Linked DNA regions of Mus musculus: region 1 is linked to region 2. Evidence: chromatin contacts called from public Hi-C data. All regions are on one chromosome and are shown on one strand. The core of a region is the stretch at or near the end of the contact, and the rest is flanking DNA. Distances in the headings are between cores, read along the strand shown. Region 1 holds the start of Tacstd2 (tumor-associated calcium signal transducer 2). Region 2 holds the start of Il12rb2 (interleukin 12 receptor, beta 2).

Region 1 (4,114 bases), core at 682-3,181, 160 kb before region 2:
CACCCAGCAAATCACTTGAAAAGTGAGGAGATGGGATAATTTTTTTAACAGAATATAACATTGTCTTGGAGTTTACCAAGCTTTACCATTCACTGCCTTGTATATTTAGTTTGATTCTCAGGAAAAAAAAAAAATCTAAGAAACAGAGCCAGAAACTGATGTACCCAGTTTACTCTGGGCAACAGAGACCCAGGAAGGGTAATTTTTTTTTTTTTTTTTTTTTTTTTTTTTTTTTTTTTTTTGCTAATCCTAGGATGCAAAAAATAAGGAAGTAAAAGCAAAAGACATATTCCTGAGTGGATGTGGGAGGGATGTATCAGAAAAAGCTTCCTGAAAGTAACCAAGGAGTTGAGCAGAAAATCACAATTGTATACTGAAACAGATAAAGAAAAGGAGATTCTAGGTACCAAACTCTGCAAAGGCTGGTGGACGTCTGAGAAGTTTGCAGGGATACAATGATGATGGCAGTAACTATGACAGCAGTTGGCACTGTGCACCAGTTCATAAAATATGAACTCTGTTCTTAGAGCCAAGATGTCTCCTTACCTGTACATACACACACACACACAGAGAGAGAGAGAGAGAGAGAGAGAGAGAGAGAGAGAGAGAGAGAGAGAGAGTATTCTCAACAAAAAAGAAGATGTGCACACATTTGTGCTTTAGATCTTTCTCTGAGGCAAGGTGGGTGGAAGCTGGACAGGATAAGCTAGTTGTTCAAGAGACAGTGGGGGTAGAAATCAGAGGTGTGTACCGAGATCTCCTACTGCTATTGGGTAAGCATTTGTCCCTCGTGTCTCGACTTCCTCTGTCTGTAAAGACAAAATAATATGTTTGTATCTGTCTGCCTCAGGAATTGCTTGAAAATTAATGGTGCAGAGAGGCCCAACTGGCTACCATGAGTCAAATGACACCCTTGTTCAGTATTCTAGTGGCGTACATTAAATGCTGATATATATAAAATGTATTTTGAAGGTGGGCCTGGAAATAATTATAGTTTGTTAATTATTGTTAATTTTACCACAGCTTTGAGCGGTGGACTTTCTCTAGATTCTAAAAGAGAGTGTCGCTCCTTCATCCTATTAAAGAAGCACAGTTTCTCACAGGCTCCCTTCTCTCGTTATATCATTCAATACAGGGAAAGAAAATAAAAAATTGCCTCTCTTAGAATCAAATTGTACATCTCTCCTAGTGGACTGGCTTACTCTACAATTTTTTTTCTTTTCATTTATCTTACACAAGTACAGGCATATGCATTGTTCAATAGGACTTTTCATATGTGGCACACCATGACAACTGGATTGTGCTGTGCAGGTGATGTAGCAATAGAATTGTTTTAACTAGCCTGTCTTCAGATGCTGCAACATTTTGTTTTTGTAAATACTCATTTATAGTTCTTAAAGCCAAGCAGAAAGCCCAGGGAGAATCCTGGGAAATCAGTGGCTGGGTGACTTCAGGTCTCCCTGCCTCAGCTGCACCATCTCACCTAGAATAGGGTTTACAGACAAAGGCATGTGATCAGGTTTATGTCAGTGAACTGTTTAACTGTGTTATAAGGTGTTCTGGAGCAAGAAGAGAGGGAAGGAACGAAACTGAAGATAGGAGTTGAGAGAAAAAGAAGGTACGGGATTATGGGGTCTGGAATTGTAGGGACGTGAGAGTCGGGAGCTGGGCCTCTGGAGAAACTCCTGAGGTGCACTAGGAAAGGTGGGACGCCCTGGTTCTGAGCTATGAGGAGGGGTGCGGCCAGGTAAGTACTGGTTTCCTCTATGGGGTTTTGGTCAGCAGATGGCAGGAGCAATCTCCCCTGCCTGATTCTATCTCAGGCAGCTCAGGGCTGCCGGCTTCTTCCGCGGGACCTGGGAATAGGGAGCGCCACCCAAATTCCATTGAGTGAGTCACTAGCTAACCAGTCCTACAGGTACAGGAGCTTATAAGAGCTGGAGGGAAAAGCCCGGCAGGAGTCGCCTGCAGTGTCCTACCCAGCCTGATCCTTCAGAATCCCTGCCTCTGGTCTGTAGTTGGAGGTCCATTCTACTCCACCCCACCATGGCGAGGGGCTTGGATCTAGCACCGCTGCTACTGCTACTGCTGGCGATGGCGACCCGCTTTTGCACGGCTCAGAGCAACTGTACATGCCCCACCAACAAGATGACGGTCTGCGACACAAATGGCCCAGGCGGGGTCTGCCAATGTCGGGCAATGGGCTCACAGGTATTGGTCGACTGCTCCACGCTAACTTCCAAGTGCCTGCTGCTCAAGGCGCGCATGAGCGCCCGGAAGAGCGGCCGCAGCCTGGTGATGCCGAGCGAGCACGCGATACTGGACAACGATGGCCTCTACGACCCGGAGTGTGACGACAAGGGCCGCTTCAAGGCGCGCCAGTGCAACCAGACCTCGGTGTGCTGGTGCGTAAACTCGGTGGGCGTGCGCCGCACGGACAAGGGAGACCAAAGCCTGCGCTGCGACGAAGTGGTGCGAACCCACCACATCCTCATTGAGTTGCGCCACCGCCCGACCGACCGAGCCTTCAACCACTCTGACCTAGACTCCGAGCTGCGGCGGCTCTTCCAAGAACGCTACAAGCTGCACCCCAGCTTCCTATCCGCGGTACACTATGAGGAGCCCACCATTCAGATAGAGCTTCGGCAGAACGCGTCGCAGAAGGGCTTGAGAGACGTGGACATCGCTGATGCCGCCTACTACTTCGAAAGGGACATTAAAGGCGAGTCACTGTTCATGGGCCGCCGCGGCCTGGACGTGCAGGTGCGTGGGGAACCCCTGCATGTGGAGCGGACGCTCATCTACTACCTGGACGAGAAGCCCCCCCAGTTCTCCATGAAGCGCCTCACCGCCGGCGTCATTGCCGTCATCGCTGTCGTCTCGGTAGCGGTAGTGGCTGGTGTGGTGGTCTTGGTGGTCACCAAACGGAGGAAGTCGGGCAAATACAAAAAGGTGGAGCTTAAGGAGCTGGGGGAGATGAGAAGCGAACCTAGCTTGTAGGTTTCCTGTAGGATGCCCCGACTTCCTCGGCACCTCAGACCAGATGGGTTGGCCTGTTAATTCTCAGTCAGGAGGTAATTTTCCTCCCAGCTTTGACCTCTTCCTTCTCTCTCCACAAACAAGTTCTCTAGATGCTGAGCTCAGGTCACCTCCCTCGCCCTTGGTTTTTTAAGGACGCATTTCTGAAATTCCTTGTCTAGTCACTGGAAACCTGACCGGGAGAGTTAAGCAAAGGCTAGATAGCTTGGTTAAGAAGCTAGTGCCAGGCAGCCCACTTGTTTCCCAGCGACTTGAATCTACCCAAAGACTTAAACGGTTTGAAATGGGAAAGCGGCGATTTGGCTATCCGGGTTGTTGGTGACCCATTCGCTCCCTGCCTCCCAACCTTCAGGAAAGGAAGAGCAGTTCACTCACTAATTGATCCTGCGCAGTGTTCATCTGCCATCGTTTGTATAAGAAAAGGCATTTCCAACGTCTGAAGTCATTTTCAATGTCTTTGTTGGACTGCATCTATTTTTCTGCTTGTCCTTGATGTAGCTGATCCTAGAGAGTTCTCTTTTGTAAAATGTTTGTACAGATGTGTCTTTGATAATGCTGCTGTTTTTTAAAACAACAACTCGAGTTTAATAAAATATGGGAAAGGCACACCTAAAAAGATAGGCTGTGTGAAAAATCCCTCCAGATTTATATCATTTTATTGTTCTCCTTTGTCTAATGCTTGAATTTTATATTTTAAATTCTAATGCTTCCTTCCTTGTGAAATCCTAACATTTACTGTTGATACTCTGGTGTTTCCTAGAGACTGGGCTAGTGTGCTTGCCTCGCATCTGACCCGGCCCTCGGTCCCATCCTCAGCAGTGGGTAGAGGGAAAAATGTAAACTTTGAGGTTGCTGTTCCTTTGAAGGAAGTTGCTAAAACTAACCGCCTTCAGATCTGAACAGGAGTGGGAGATGGACGCAGCCTTTGCCTGCTTATTAACAGGCACACCTTCCTTTGTGGGTTTTAAACCACGTGAAGGCGCAAAGCCCACCCCCACCCCCCACCCCCAGCAGTCCTAGGATATAAATGACTGGGCAACTTCAGGTCTCTGAGACTCATCTTCTGAAGAGTAGG
Region 2 (3,775 bases), core at 1,183-3,682:
TAGATCTGGGTCTCTTTGTATGTAAAATGTTAAACTTATGTTGACACAAGTTATGATGGTTTGAATGAGAAGGTCCGCATAGGCTTATACATTTGAATGTTGGTTCCCTATGGAGCAATCTTATTCAAACTACCACACCTTCTTGCCAAGTTTAATTAGTAGCATCACTATCTTATATTTGCAATCTCCATGTTGACAACCACCTGTTAATATTTATCTGGGGCACTTTAAGCAGAGGACATCTCAGTTACTCTTAGAATGTCAAGTATGGACATTCAGAGTGTCAATGGTGAAGCAAGATTTGAAGGAATAAAAGCACGTCAGAAATGGAAACTGAGCCGTTTCCTAGAAAAGCCTCTGTGAGTGCCACTGTGGTTATGAACTTAGCTGAGTTTCATCACAGGCACAGGCTGACATTTTGGATGACGTGTTGGGCTTCTGTTGCCTTACATGAACTGCCTCCACTGTCTTAGTCTTGCTTTTTAGGAAGCACACAAGCAAGCCTCTCTTTTCTCTCTAACTAAACAAGCAGCCACCTTCAAAGGGGAGGAGGAGGAGGAGAATGGAGGGAGAGACATAGAAGTTCTGCCCTGGTGAAATGGTCACAGACTCGCTAAGAATAGTGTAGTTCTTCAACAACTTTTTAACTCTGTTGAAAGTTTTGAAAATTCTAAATACCTAGAAATTGTTTCATTCCAAAGAGAATGAGCTCTTTTTGAAAAGAGCTAATTCAACTCGATAAAACTTTAGTGAGCTCCCCACCTTGTGCCCTCCAGTACAGCAGTGCTAGAGGCAGGAGGGCAGACATGGCACGGGCACGGCACTCCTGTGCTCTAGGAACTGAAAACCTACGGAGTGGCATGAGAGGATCACTCTTATGCATAGCTTTTGGCACAAGTGCTTAGTTGACCTGAATTCTAAATTAATTGACAGACATAGACTGAAAACATTCTTCTACGTTATGGAAGAGAGACCACCTTATTGATTTGCCTCTGGAGAAATATAAAAACCAAAGAAGGCTGTATTCTCAATAGCTGATGTTCTTGCTTCACAATCAAATTTAAACCTGACTCTTAAACTTTCACATCTTAGGCCGTAAGGTAAATGAAGTGTCTCAGGAATATTTAAAGCAATTAGCATCTGGTAGTAGTGAGGTAAGGTCCTATATAGATGGAGGTTTGTAACCAGTGGTCTTTCAGTATTTTAGACTGTATACGCCTTCAGAAAATAAAAAGGGATTTTCAAAACCAGTTCTAATATATGTTCAGCTGCTTTTTATTATATGCATAAATGAATAGTTAATAAGCTAAATGAAGCTATTGAAAAATAACCTAACCCATAGAGTGCACAAAGTTATCATTCATATTTGACCACTATATCTTTAATATCATATCATCTCTGATATCACCAGCTGTCCTTTCAACTAACCAGAGGCTACTATGTATTTATTTACTCATTATTTATTTAGCTTATTCTCACTTGGTGTATATATTACTTTGCTGTCACCACTAAACCCATAAATTTGGGCTTTTAAATATTTTGCAGAAAAAAATTAAGTAGCATATTGTGAATAATCTTATATTACAGAAAAATCGCAAATTTGAAATATTTGTTACTCTAAAAATAATTAGTGACTTAATCCTATCTCCATAGCTCAAGTGGGCCTGGAATTTACTAAAGCCCTCCTGCCTAAGATTACCGGAGAGAGGCAGTACATCTGATTTACATTATTTACTTTTGACTAAGACAATTCAGCTAACTTTGCTATACCAAGGATTTCCACAGCTCTGAGCCATCTTGTTACAAAGGAGTGTTGATCTGAAATTTTAAAGCTTTTTGTAGTTCTTGCATAATAACTTATTAGCGAATGTAAATTACATGTGGCACAATCTATTTGCAAGTTGTGTATTCTACATATGCACTTTTCCACATTTTAACGCCTGGCAAATTAGGAGGCAGAAAAGCTGGGGTCTAAATCTAGCTGGTGGCATGGGGAGCCGGGGGACAATGCGGGGATAACGGAACAGCAGCAACGCATGTGCTAATGAAATTGTATTATGTTTATCTGCTTATAATGAGGGAAAGAAAAGGTTTAGTTAAGCATGTTGAACTGTCAGTGTGAACACAGATAAAAAATAGTTTCTCCAGTGTGTTTTGTTTGTTTCAAGTCCACTTTCCGTTTTATATGTCCTTAAAGTCACCTTTAAATAACTGAGATGCTAGTTAATGAGTTGGTAAGTGAGTTGTTTAGCGCGTCAGCCTTGTCATTTTGTGGCACACGCCTCCTGCACTGGGCAAGTTCCCTTTTTTCTCAGAACCGCACTAAGCACGCTGGGTGCTGGCAACTGGGGTCACACGCCTTGGTTCCTTTCTCACTTAGTTTTAAACCCTCCCTCTGCGGCTAGTGGCGGGCGTGGTGAGAGCGCAGAAGGGACTTCCCCGAGGGCCGGGCACCTCTGCCTGGACACTTGTCATGGCCACTGCACCGGAGGTCCACACTGCCGCGTGGACTCCAGCGATGGCGCTGCGCTAGGCTAGCGGGTGCCAGGATCCCTCTCTGCGTCCTGTGCGCGGGAAGAGCTCTGGTGAGTGGAGGCACTTGGGCGAGCGCAGAGGAACCCGGTAAGGAGAACCGGGGCTCTGAGGTCCAGTGACTGACTTCCCTTCACCCGTGGGCACTGACTGGTCCTCAGACTGAGCCCCACAGGCTTCCCTGGGATGAGGATAGTGGTAGGTGCCCTCGACCAAGATGTAGAAAGGTGGGGAGCCACACCTTAGGGCCAATTATGCCTAGGCCCACACTGAAGCACGGGATCACTTCTTGTTACAGAATGAAGTGCTGTTTTAAAAGTGGAAGTTAGAGGGAGGAGGGGGGAGAGATTGGATTCCCATTCTCCATCGGTGAGGAATGGGTGTAGTCCCCCTTTTCCTGTGCATCCCCCACGCCTGATTCAATGAATCCTCAGCAATCCATTTGTTAGGCATGGAGTATACTCTGATAAACTCCTCATGGCTCTTAAATGTCTCCGTGGTTAGATAGGATGGCAAACTGAACTTCAGCCTGACTTTAGGAGAGAAGAATCTTAGAACAGTAAGTGTTGCAAATAATTTCTCAGTATTGGGCTCTCTTTCTTGCTGTTGCACCTGGCTTGTTCTCTAGCAAATTGTTGCCGTCACTGCTTTCAATATGTAACCACCAAATCACAGAGGAGATCTGGTTTCCTTTGCTGTTGGAAGTTTCTAGTACTCTGCACAGGGAAACAGCATTTGTTGTTGTTTTTAAGATAGAAATAAGAATTGAACATCCGTTTTTCTCACTACACTTGGTGGGCACTATAGCCAATAGAAACCCCACTTCATTCCTTTAAAGTTATAATTAGAGATACTTATATCAAAGTATATCAACATATATCATAGTATGTCAAAGGTATAACAATATACCTTGTTTTAATCAAATTAATGTTTCAGTGGAACTAGATGATGCTTAAAGGCTACCTACCTAAGTTTTAACTATGACCTTGAAAAAATGGAATGGTGTTCTTTTTCTTTTCAGCATGGGAATAGGAGCGTTATCTACTGAGCGCTTGCTGTATGCTCGGTACAGTGCTTAAGAGCATCTCATTTTAACCCCACAATGGTCTTGTGGCACAGGGACCATTTTATTTCTTATTCCGTGGATAAGCCACACAGTGAGAATTGTCAGCTGATACTGAAACGTCTTTTCCCGGTCTTCTGCAAAGTTCTTGACTGACCTAGCTGCTCAGGGGGCACTTTT

Evidence for each region. A called contact is a pair of places that touch in the nucleus more often than the background predicts.
Region 1: a contact with region 2 is called in a Hi-C map of myeloid progenitors, with 3 times the contacts expected there. The contact joins the promoter of Tacstd2 here to the promoter of Il12rb2 in region 2. A contact is called at or near these places in 2 of 39 promoter capture datasets (liver and stem cell-derived epiblast-like cells), 2 of 484 Hi-C or Micro-C datasets (macrophages and myeloid progenitors), 4 of 115 datasets of contacts at active chromatin or transcription factors (CD8 T cells, effector CD8 T cells, embryonic stem cells and 1 more) and 2 of 9 other capture datasets (adipose tissue and embryonic stem cells).

Annotation. Positions count from the first base shown.
Region 1 is chr6:67,533,639-67,537,752 of GRCm38.p6, reverse strand. Tacstd2 (tumor-associated calcium signal transducer 2) reads left to right here and starts at 1,931. Exons shown (of 1, transcript NM_020047.3): 1 at 1,931-3,694. The coding sequence starts at 2,047. The coding sequence ends at 3,000.
Region 2 is chr6:67,374,845-67,378,619 of GRCm38.p6, reverse strand. Il12rb2 (interleukin 12 receptor, beta 2) reads left to right here and starts at 2,432. Exons shown (of 16, transcript NM_008354.4): 1 at 2,432-2,585.